3 separate regions of the Gossypium hirsutum genome follow, and all the other regions are linked to region 2. A link is a contact called in public Hi-C data. All regions are on one chromosome and are shown on one strand. The core of a region is the stretch at or near the end of the contact, and the rest is flanking DNA. Distances in the headings are between cores, read along the strand shown.

The links. A called contact is a pair of places that touch in the nucleus more often than the background predicts.
Region 1: a Hi-C map of leaf shows a contact between it and region 2, with 2.0 times the contacts expected there. The contact joins the promoter of LOC107913411 here to the promoter of LOC107913456 in region 2. A contact is called at or near these places in 3 of 34 Hi-C or Micro-C datasets (all in leaf).
Region 3: a contact with region 2 is called in a Hi-C map of leaf, with 2.6 times the contacts expected there. The contact joins the promoter of LOC107913413 here to the promoter of LOC107913456 in region 2. A contact is called at or near these places in 3 of 34 Hi-C or Micro-C datasets (callus and leaf).

Annotation. Positions count from the first base shown.
Region 1 is chrD11:33,617,711-33,622,051 of Gossypium_hirsutum_v2.1, forward strand. LOC107913411 (protein SCAI) reads left to right here and starts at 2,266. Exons shown (of 9, transcript XM_016841984.2): 1 at 2,266-2,989; 2 at 3,860-4,072; 3 at 4,171-4,341. The coding sequence starts at 2,498.
Region 2 is chrD11:34,128,645-34,132,478 of Gossypium_hirsutum_v2.1, forward strand. LOC107913456 (ABC transporter G family member 1) reads left to right here and starts at 2,047. Exons shown (of 8, transcript XM_016842042.2): 1 at 2,047-2,581; 2 at 3,661-3,743. The coding sequence starts at 2,236.
Region 3 is chrD11:33,796,296-33,800,706 of Gossypium_hirsutum_v2.1, forward strand. LOC107913413 (40S ribosomal protein S6) reads left to right here and starts at 3,023. Exons shown (of 6, transcript XM_016841988.2): 1 at 3,023-3,175; 2 at 3,272-3,336; 3 at 3,875-3,932; 4 at 4,022-4,130; 5 at 4,216-4,411. The coding sequence starts at 3,170.

The DNA.
Region 1 (4,341 bases), core at 1,016-3,515, 510 kb before region 2:
CAAAACAATTAAATTAATCAAAAGGTGTTAATCATGATCCTACATGACACAGAAGGAGCTACAAATGATAGAAATGAATATGATGCATTTGCAGTTGAAGAGCATGTATGATTAATCCATGATTGTGATACATTTTTGACATTCTAAGAAAAATGCAGAATTTGTCCTAACTCATAAAATATTCTCTCTCTTTTTTTTTTCTTTTTAATTATTGAAAACCAAAAATTGCATAGCCACAAGCATCAATCCACTGTCATAAAATTTGTTTTAAGGTATTTTGGTTTTGTTTTTTCTTTCTTTGATCAAGGGAATATGTAGAATTGGGAAAACAACAGCTCTTTGTCTCTCTATTCCCTGCAAATAACCTGCACACAATTAACAACAATATAATAGATATATTTTTGGACCACAATAAGATCATTTTTTGTGTTTTTTTTTCATGTTTTGTGAAAAAGTAAAAATTAAGAAATTTTTTTATAGGGGTATAATCAAGTCGAGCCGAGCTCGAATAATGTCAAGCTCGAACTCGATAAAAACATCTGTTTTTAAGTTTGAACTCGTTTGAGATATAATCAAGCTACTTAAGTCTAGTTCAATTAAGTTCGTTTATCAGTTTTTGTACTCAAACTCTAACTTGGTTCAATAATTAGCCTTAGGATTAATAATATATATTAAGGGCAATGATGTAATTTAATAATATAAAAATATGAAAAGCTTGATAAGACTCTCGAGCTTTTTGAGTCAAGTATTACTAAGTTCGAATTTGGCTCGATCGATAACTTAAGCTACTTGAGTTCAAGCTTGGCTCGATAATGACCGAACCGAGTTCAATATTTTTGGAATTGAACTCGAGTAACTTGTGAGCACTAATATTTTATTTACACTCCTAACTAGAATTTTAGTATCAATCATCACCCATCAAAACCAAATTTATTTACAAATATATAAATATTAACATAAAATATTTTTAATTTTAAAATAAATAAAAATTAAAATAAAATTATAAATTGAGATCTGATGTAATTTATGAACATCTCAAATAAATTTGATCAAGCTTTCTAATGTGCTTCCTAAGTTACCATTATGGCTTACGCCAACCAATTGATCCATTGTTGCTACAATAATAAAAGACGTTAATTTATAAGTCTAAAAAGAATAAAAATTATACAAAATTATATGGAATATTTACCATTAACCGAAGTTTAGAGACCTCGAAAACAGAAAATCCAAAACATATCCTTTGTCAAACTTTATATTTTTCACTCACATTATCTAATTGATGTTTGGAGTTAAGAATTCTAGTTTGAAACTTGTGGGTTTAAATTTTGATATCAAATTGCACATGTATAAAGAGACTTCTAATATGAAAAAGAAATTAACTGTTTTTTTCTGCCAAAATATGCTGTCCTTGTTTCCATCTAGAAATGCCAGACAGGCATTCATGTGCTCAGAATTCGTATATTCATGTATATGTACATAAAAAATTTCGTATAATGCTGGAATCGTATTTTTAATGTAATCGTACGCTGTATCTTATAATCAAACTGGTAAGAATGCCAACGAAAGAACAATTCCCATGACGCGGATTTAACCAAAAAAAAAGAACTCTTAATTTATTTAATACTGTATCATAATTAAGAATTTAATAAATCATCTGCCACACAGATTATTAACTCATTTCCACTTTTTATATAAATTTTCTTTAATTAACAAAATCATTAAAAATTAAATATATTGAAAAACAAAAGGTAATGTAATCAATTTGATTTTTTTTTCAAAACAATAATTCAACCCATCCTTAATTCAATTATTCTAATTAAATGATTGAAAAAAATATTACAACACCAAACTTTTAAAACAAAGAGGAATTATATAAATGATTTATTTTATTTTTAAGTGTTTAATACAAATCAAATTCTAATTAATAAAATTATTTAATTTTTATTACTTTATAAATAATTATTATTTTAAAAAATATGACTTAAATATTATTGTTTTTATACAAATGGTAGGTGTACCAGTTAATAATATTAAAGAATATTGGTGGCATAATTAATAGGAGCCGTTGATTTCTCATTTCTTTTCCCAATTATAATCGGACAGTCTATTTGTTTTAGACTATTTTACTCATACAAAACACTTGTCCCCACAGGAAGTAATGATGACACATCGCCAAATCACTGAAATCAGTGCTTTAATTACCAACGCTATCACTGTAAATTACTGAATTTATAAAACCTTACAAATCCAAAAATCAGTTATAGGAAAAAAAAAGAAAAAAAAGAAAAAGAAAAGAGAAAGGGAATATTACGCTGACACCCATAAAAACTACAGCTCAGCTCAACAAAGTCTACACAGTATCTCTCTTTCTCTCTCTAGACTTCTCTAAAACATTTCCCGATGTCCACCGTAACAGTCGTCAGATCCCCCTAACGAGCCGCTGAGTCTCTTGACTGTTTTTTTTTATTGAAATCAGTGTTAGATTTTTGTTCCGTACATGGCGGAGGAAGACGTCGTTCCCAAAACCTTCCGAGCTCTCGTCGAGAGCGCGGACCGTAAATTCGCACGAGTCCGGGACTTACCGTCGTACGGACGAGCACAAGGCCAACACTATTTCCAGAAAGTCTTCAAAGCCTATATGCGGTTATGGAAGTACCAGCAAGAGCACCGACCCGAGCTTGTCAAAGCCGGTTTGAACCGTTGGGAGATTGGCGAAATCGCCGGTCGGATCGGCCAGCTGTATTTCGGCCAGTACATGAGGACGAGCGAGGCTAGGTTTCTGGTCGAAGCCTACATTTTCTATGAAGCGATTTTGAAGAGAAGGTATTTCGAAGGGTGTGGAGTGAAGGATCTTCGAGTTCGGTTTAAGGAGTTGAGATTTTATGCCCGGTTTTTGCTGGTTTCGTTGATTTTGAACCGGACCGAGATGGTGAAAGTTGTCGTCGAAAAGCTTAGAGCTCTTATTTATGATTGCAAGGCTAATTTCCGGGTAAAAACGATTTTTTTTTTAATTTCTAGAATTTCAAGCTGAATTTTTATTTGCTATTGTTGGCTATGGTGCTTTTTTCAGTTCTCTTCTGCGCTTTTTGGCTGCTAACGGAAATTATGAATAAATAGTAAGAATAGAATTTAGGTTTACCTAAGAAGACATAAATTGTTTTTTTTTAAAATAATTTTAAGAACATGAAAGGGAGTTCATTGAGTGTTATCGATTACCATTTAATTACCAATAAATTAATTTCAAAATAGAACTCAATCTTTTCCTTTTTCCCAAATGAATAGTAAGAATCGGGTTCAGGAAACTTTCGTTAAGAAGTATAATCTACATTTTCATAAATAATCTAAATCTGGGAAAATTAATGCATTACTCAGCTTTATTTCCTCTGCCTCATTTTTTTTCCTTATTTTTGTAATATCTTCTTCACTGTGTTGCAATAAAAATAAAAAGGAAATACAGTTGTTTGGCAGTGATGACTGAGCTAATTCCGATGTTGTTTATGCTTATGTCTAAGTTTATTCTGTTACATTTTTTTTTAGAAAAAAGAATTGTGCAAGAATTGAAAGATTTTTGCATTTCTTAGGCCGACTTAGATTCTTTCTTTGCACTTTCACTGTTCCAAGAAAAAAAAAGTTATTCTTTCCCACCGAGTAGGTAACCATAGTATTTGAAATGGAAGATTTTCAGTATATTTGTTTAAATTGGTGAATGTGAACACATTATTGAGTGCTGTGCAGTATATTAGAGGATGCTTGAGTAATTTATAAGGAAGTTATAGTTTTAGAGGGAAGCTTATTAACTTCAGACAGCATGTGGTAGATACTGATCAGTGCATATGATTACTTATTTATTATTTTCCAGGAAACAAACTTTAAAGAGTGGAAGCTAGTAGAGCAAGAAATTCTCCGCTTTATAAACATTGATACTACTTTTACCATTCCAAGTTCGAGGCCATTTCGGTACTGTGCTATGCTCAACTGTCATCCAAATTCTGTTCCATATGTAGCTCGATTCCATGCAAAGAAGGTTCTAAAGTTTCGGGGTGCTATCCTGATGAGTTATCACCGGAATGAGGTGAAAGACTTATTTTTGGTCTGATCATTTTGATTTTTAAGTTGTACTGAAACCTTCAAATTGAGATTTTCTAAATCTTTTATTCTTGTCATTTTCAGGTAAAGTTCGCAGAACTTACTCTGGATGTATACAGAATGCTGCAGTGTTTAGAATGGGAGCCTAGTGGATCATTTTACCAGAAGCATCCTGCTGAACCAAAGGAGAATGGTGTTGCAGTTGATTATTCTGGAGCTTCTGGACTAATTGATATGAATTTGGCTGCAGACATG
Region 2 (3,834 bases), core at 797-3,296:
TATACATTACCAATCACCAATTAACGTTCATTTTAACCAAAATTATATAGAATACAGTTCATACGAACTTACCTGAATTGAATTGTAATAATTGCAGGAGTTCAGGGAATATTCCACTATTTTTCCTTTTTTCACGAGTATCTACGGGATCTTGATCTAAAATATAAAATTACTCATTCATTATCATATATTTCAGTTCCAATTCATTTCACAATTTATACCCTTCAATTTTTTGAATTACATGATTATCCCAACTTTTATAACTTTTGCAATTTAGTCCCTTAACTAGTTAATCAATCAAATCAACCAATTTTTCTCAATTAATAATTTTTTCCAAATATTCTAGGCTATCATACAACCCTTAATAAAATAAAAAATTTAATACAAAACCCTAATATTTTTAACCTTTTCACAATTTGATCATAAAATCAATATTTAACAAAATCACTTTATATAGTCATCATACAACAAAATTAAAGCTCTAAACCCACTTGATATAAATTAATAATTTCTTTCAATATATTAATTTAGACAATAAAACAATTCATTTCATGCAATTTGATCATTTTTGACATTTTTACAAAATTACCCCTAAATTTTACTTTAATTCAATTTAGTCCCTGAGCCTAAAACATGCAAATTAACCATTTCTAATGCAAACTCATACTAGTTGAATATTCATGGCATTCAATACAGCTCATTTTTATGCTTTTCTATCACTACTAAACTTAAAAATAAAATAAAACCTTAACATCCATACGTTATTCTCTTGAAACCAAACTTTAACTTAACTTTCTCTCTTCTCCAACTTTTATTTCTTGAATCTAACTTGATATTCTAGCTCCCATAGTTTCCTTATTATCTTTCTCTCTTGCTAGTTATGGAAATTCTTTTAATTTCTAAGTGAAAATGGTAAATTTTTGGTGAAATAACCAAATTGTAAAGAAAAGAAATTTTTCTTTCTTTCTTCTTCTTCTCACGTTGAGAACATGGAAAGATGAAGAGAATTCTTCATCTTTCTTTCCTTATATACTAAAAAAGAATTAATAAAATATAAATAAATGTAAAATTAAATATTAATAAACTAATATTTATTTATTTATTTAATCTAAAATATCACGAACGTCATTATTATTTTTCAAAATCATCTTCCTTGCTAAATGATCATTTTGCCCCTTATGATCCTTCAAAATTCCTCCATTGACTTATCACTCATTTTAGTAAAATTATGATTTAACCCCTTATACTTTTTCCACTTATTTAATTTGGTCCTAATTCATCCATTTTCCTTAGTTTCTAGATCCTTCCACCCTTAATATTTGTACTATTGGTCCTTCAAATTTTTTCATATTTACACTTTAACCCCTCAAATATTGAGTATTTACTCTTAGGCAACAAAACTTTTCTCACTTTTGCGATTTAGTCATTTCTTGAATTAATATATCATAATATACTTCCCAAACAGATTTTGCTTGCATAACTCAAAATTTCCTTTTTTGTCACTTTATTTCCTTATTTTATTATATGAAGGATAATATTTCACTTCCTTACTGTAGTAACTTTCGGGGCATTATAACTAGCCTATCAAATTAGATCACTTTTAGTTTAGATTATTTTTTTATAATAATAAATAATAATATATAATTATTTTTATTATATATGTGTTGTTGATATTATCTAATATATACTCCTATCATAAATCGGACTGAAATATATGTAATTATATTAAAAAATATCCCCGCCGTTGCCATTACCCACCACACATTATAACCGGAACCAACGCAGGAGTTGAAATAACTTTGGGTTGATTTTATCCACGTTATCCGCGTGTTAACTTTTTTTCAACTCACCAATTTAATTTATGTGGTTTTAAAAATCAGAGTTGACCAACTTACTAATTCACCGCACCGGTATAATATGCTTAACGTTTCAAACTTGCAAAACTTACAAAATCTTCTATTAACTAAAAGTAATTAAAATGTGTTTCTCGATAGGATCCCTGTTTACCTTTAAACTAAAGTCACCAATTCTACAATTGTCTGCTAATAGCAGTGCTGCAATACCACCTTATAAAGATATAATACTTTTTGAATATATGTTCCTCAGTAGGAAAGTCTTGCATCTTCACGTGTACGATATAAAGATATAAACGCATCACCATCACTATAAAATAATCGGATCGGCTGTTGCTTCACTCAATATCTTCTGATTCATTAACTTAGTTCACTATTCAGAATGGATTCCTCGGTCATCGTCCCAACATGGACACCGGGGTCAAGCCCCGAACATTCTTCTCAAAACCATCAGCCTGAAGCAGCAGAGAATGACAACTTGGAGATAGAAAGCATGGTTTCTGGACGAGTCGGTTCCTACAATGAAGCGCCGTCTTTCAGGATTGAGACAGAACCAGGTGAAGGCGTTTTCTTGACATGGGCTGATCTTTGGGTGACTGTTTCTAAGGGGAGAAAGGGAAGCAGGGCGATCTTACAAGGGCTCACTGGGTATGCTGAGCCAGGGAAGATGTTAGCCATCATGGGACCTTCAGGGTGTGGCAAGTCAACCCTTCTTGATACACTGGCAGGTCATATATCTTTACATCTTTGCTTCGCTTTTTTATTTTCATTTTCCAAAAGGGTTTCTTGCATTGGCATGTGCATCACTTTGACTAGTTTTGGACAACTTCGGGTTGAAGATACTACCAGTACAAATTAATAGTAAACAACAAGTTTATGTTTCAGAATGGCTAGATCATAGCCAATGGGAATTGTTGATGGGTAGGTCACTTTTCAAGCCTTAAAACATATAATATGATCGAGTCATATTTGGAGAAGCCAAATCTTTTTTTATTATTTTTTAACTATGAATATGCCAAAAGTACAAAAAAAAATTGGAGAAAGAACACTAAAAGGATCCGAAATGCCCCTCCCCACGTTGCTGTTTATATCAAGCAATATTGGTGTGAGATTTAAAAATAGTCATAAATATTTATTTGCCTTTCTAATTTTATAAAAAAGTTATTTTAATCTATTTACTTTTTTGTTTCTTTAGTCTTTTAATTTGTATTTTTTAGGTTAAATCACTTTAAAATGAATTGAAAAAATTAACATTTGTTAATTTTCTTAACGTGGAATAAACATGAATTGATTATCACATTGACAACATGTAAGCATTTAATTACTCTTTTAGAAATTAAAAAATTTTAAAAGAATTATAAAATTTATTTTTTAAAATTAAAAATAATTAAAATTATTAAGAAAATATAAAATTATAAAAAATATATTTTTAAAATTTTAATAAAAAAATAAAATGTTGACAAGTTAACCACATGTATGTCATGTTAGTAAAGTTAACAAACATTAACTTTTTCATCTATTTTAAGATGATTTAATAAAAAATATAAATTTAAAAATTAAAAGAGACAAAAAAATTAAATAGAGAATTAAAACATTATTTTATATAGAGATAACACGTCAAAAAGGTGATTATCACTTTAAAATATTCTACTAATTAATGTTATATCATGCTACAGAAGTTGACATAATTCCATTGAACTTTGTGTGAAATTGCTTCTTTTCATTATTGTTAGTATAGTTTAGGTAAGAATTGTTAAGGTTAAGTTTTGATTGGATGATAAAATGATAAGAAGTGTTTGATTGGCAGGAAGACTATTAAGTTCGCGTATTCATCAAACAGGGGAGATCCTAGTTAATGGTCGCAAGGAAACGCTTGCTTTTGGAACTTCGGTATGGAAATTATTAACTAAATTGGAAGCTTAAGTCAATCCAAATCCCTCGATCCTCTTCAAACTTAAATATGACTGTTAGTTGTTCAATA
Region 3 (4,411 bases), core at 1,773-4,272, 330 kb before region 2:
TAAGGATAAGGTTTAACCTTACAAATCCCTATCTTTTTAAATGTAAGATAGAATCACTTCCCCTTAAAGTTTTTTACCCAAAACCTTAAGTAACACCTCACAAATGAAAGAAAATAAGAATGAATAAGATTATACCTCTAAAAGGTAGATAATCAACAATTAAACACTCTCACACAAAGTTACAACACTTGAAAGAATGATAGAAAACTTAACCCACAAGTGTGTACAAGAAATATTTGGTAAAAGATTGAGAAAGATTGGAAAATTGAGTTCTTGGAAGTTAGGTACTTGTTTCTTGTCTTTGACCTTGTATTGACATTGTATTTAAGTCCTCTAACAACCTTGTGGATGTCTGTAGCCGTTAAAAACAAAATGGAGTTGTTACAGCCATAAAAACAAGCATTAAATGTAGTCTGCAACTTTGTTGTATCGATAGAAAGAAACTTGTATCGGTAGAAGTCTTTCCAAAATATAATCGTTGGGTTCGTTCTATCGGTATATGTTCTCTTGTATATGTAGAAATGTAAGGGCTTCATTTGGTATTGGTAGAACCCATCAGAGTATCGGTAGAAGTGCAGGGGATGTTGAACTTTGGTTACTGACTTGACTTGTTTCGGTAGAAGTGTAAGAGATGTTGAACTTTGGCTACTAACTTGGCTTGTTTTGGTAGAAGCCATCAAGGTATCGGTAGTACTCCGATTGTATCGATAGGTCAGACTAGGGTATCGGTAGAAGTCCCAAGCCAAAACTACCTTGCTCACTAGAATGCGTTATACCGATAGAAGTCTAGGTTATATCAGTAGAACCCAGAGTTGTATCAATAGAACTCCCAGTTGTACTGGTAGAATTTTGTAGCCTTTTCAAGGTCTTTCTATCTTGAGTTCTACAGATACTTGGGTGGACAAGTATCGGTAGAAGTCCTTCAAGCTTCAAAGACTCGTTAAAAATTAAGTTAATTCAAGGCTTTTTTAAAAGTTTATTTTGTCCAACAATTTGAAAATAATTTTAAGGACTTATAAACAATTTTTGCAAATCTAAGTAGGAAATGTTTAATATACTTTTTGTTATATCAAAATATTTAAAAAAAAACTAGAGCTAACAACATAGATAGGATATATATTACAAGGTCTTATGTCTCAAGTGACATGGAGGCTTAAGTTATTGATACATGACATACTTAAACATGGTAATTGTGTTATTTACCTCCATATTTTTGTTATTTTCAAAATGGAATATAATTTTAAAATAATAATACATTATTTTTTTGGTGAAATAAAAACTAAAGGGACTCAACTTTGTCCTAGAGTATCAAAAGCACCATTTGTTTTATCTCTATCAATGAGTTCTAATAAATCCATAAGGGTAGTTGTCAACACGTTGATTCCTGCCATACCAGCAAGGGCCAATTTAGCAATCCTATCAGCAACACAATTAGACTCCTTTAAGATGTGTCTAACCACCCAATATTCTTTATTTTGTAGTAACTTTTAGATTCGCCTCACCAAAGCGGAGGAAGAAATAGTTGGAGTGCCTGTTGTTATTGCCTGGACCACCTCAAGATTATCTGTATATATCAAAATTTTCTCCACTACCATTCTATAAGAAATGTAAGGGCATCAAAATACCCCAAAGTTTAGCATCGCACCTATATTAATGGATTAAAGTTTAATTTTATAAAACTATTAAATATTTGAAAATTTTCAAATAATATTATTTATAAATTTAAGATAATTAATTTTATTATTAATTAAAATTATGTAGGTGAAGATATCAATAAAAAAATTGTTATTTATGTATAAAATTAAAACCAAATTTTAAATAATAATTAAAACCAAATATTAATTGACGCATATCATCATCATTATATGACTATTTTCTTAAATTAACTTCTATATACAAATTATTTATTTTAACCACAAGTATTATATTCATTTTTTATCAAATTGAAATAATAATTTTAAAAATAAATAAACAAAAAAATATTCTTTCATTCAATTAGAATAAACGATCTTATGCCAAATGAACGTAACTCAATAAAATAAAGATTTATAACTTTTGCAAATGGATAAATTCCTTTTTAAACCAATCCATCTTTCGTTAAATTATTTTAAAGTGCTCAATATTCCTAAATTAAGTACTTATTCTTTTCAAACTTTTAAAAAATTAAAAAATTTCTTTATTAAAATTACAAAATCAGACTCTATTATTTTTTATTTGTTCTAAAAAATTACATTTCAATAATAAAATAAATTAAATTATTTAACCAATTATACATTTTATTTTGTAGAAAATAATTATAAAAAAATCATTATTGTTATATTTCAAAGTCTATTTTATAAATAAATACAATAAGAGAAAATATATTTTTAATTTTTATTACTATTTGAGAAAATATATGTATATTCCAATTTTTTTTAAAATAATATCAAGATAAACCCATGCTTTGAACAAGAAAAAAACCAGTAGTATATATATTATAATTTATTTATACTGAATTTATTTAAAATTGCATAGTATTTATTATTAATTATTTGTACTTGACGAAGGACCTAATGATGATAAAAATAAGTACATATTTAATGATAGAGAGAGTAATTTAATGAATATGGAATGTTAGAGTAATTAGATAAAATTGCATGAGATATTTATTTTCTTGTTAATTTTATTGATAATTGTATTGTTAAATATTTTATTAGACTAATGTATTATTTAGAATGATTTGATTTTAATTGTTACTTATTTAAATAATTTTTTATTATTAATAATTTTATAATAATTAGTATTTTTATAATTTAAAATTATATAACTATATAATTACATTTTACATACTTTATAATATAATTACTATCTTAATAACTACACTACCATCAATCTAAATTAATTTTTTTTGCTACATCCACGGATTAACGGGCCTGATAGATCAAATTTAACTTTGGGCTTATAATGAGCGGTAAGTAAATCTGAACCCACAAAATATCCATGTTCGTGAATCTGGGTTGACTCGGACCAACTTATAGACTTCCCTAATAACACCAGATTATTTTCCTTTATATTTAAACCTCCCCGAAAACCCTAACCCTCGAACCCTTAAGTCAGCAAGAGAGCAGCAGCAGTCGCGGCGGCGGCAGTTCTACCCAGGGTCTGTTTTCTAAACAACCATCAAACAGAAATGAAGGTTTTTCCCCTCTTTCCGCTTCTTTTTATTAAGAAAAAAGAATATATTACTGCCCCTTTTGGGTTTTTGTTGATTCTCTTCATTTGTTTGTTTCAGTTCAATATTGCAAATCCGACTACTGGCTGCCAGAAGAAGCTGGAAATTGACGATGACCAGAAACTGTAATTTTCTTTTTTTTTTTTTTTGTTTTTAAATTGTTCGGTTTAATTTTATTTTGTTGCTCTAAATTTCAATATTAGTCTTATATCTTGACCGGCAAAAACACCCAGTTGAGTCATGCTTCTTTCTGTATTGAGTGAGATTGAATTTTTAGAGTATTTAGAGATGCGCAAAATATGGGTGGAAGAAGCAAATTCAAAGGTAGAAAATAGGTTAATGAATTTTATATGAATTTTTTGCTAATAATAGAATTTGTAAAGCAAAGTGGAAGGCAAAAGTTGTTTATACTTCCCAAAAAATGAGCTAGCATAGTGCATTTTGCAAATATTTTCTCTTGCTATATATTTTTTAAGTTAGGTTTCCCTTTGGGACTAGTTCTTGTCAAACTACCACAATGCAAAGGAAATTCAACTGTGTTGTACTCTTTAACCATAGTTTTAACAGTATGCTTATTACATTTAGCCTCTTGGGGCGAGGTACTGTGAGCGTATTTGTTCCCAAGGAAGAAAAATTTCTGACCTTGGAACTTTGATATTGCAGCCGAGCCTTCTTTGACAAGAGGATCTCCCAAGAAGTCAGTGGTGATGCCCTTGGTGAGGTATGTTTCCAAGTTACTTTTAGTTTCTTTATGCTTTTGAATCTGGCCATCTTAACTGCAGTTTGCTCATATTTCATATCATTTAACAGGAGTTTAAGGGCTATGTGTTCAAGATAATGGGAGGCTGTGACAAGCAAGGTTTTCCAATGAAGCAAGGAGTTCTGACTCCAGGTCGTGTTCGTCTTTTGCTTCACAGAGGTCTGTAGACTGCAAATTAGTTTGCATTTGTTTGTTTGTATAGAAATGTTTTTTGTTTGTTGACCGATTGTTTTTCTTTGAATAGGTACTCCCTGCTTCCGTGGGTATGGTAGGAGAAATGGAGAGCGAAGGAGGAAGTCAGTTCGCGGATGCATTGTTAGTCAAGATCTTTCAGTTCTGAACTTGGTTATTGTTAAGAAGGGTGAGAATGATCTTCCTGGATTGACCGACACTGAGAAGCCAAGAATGAGGGGTCCAAAGAGAGCTTCGAAAATCCGGAA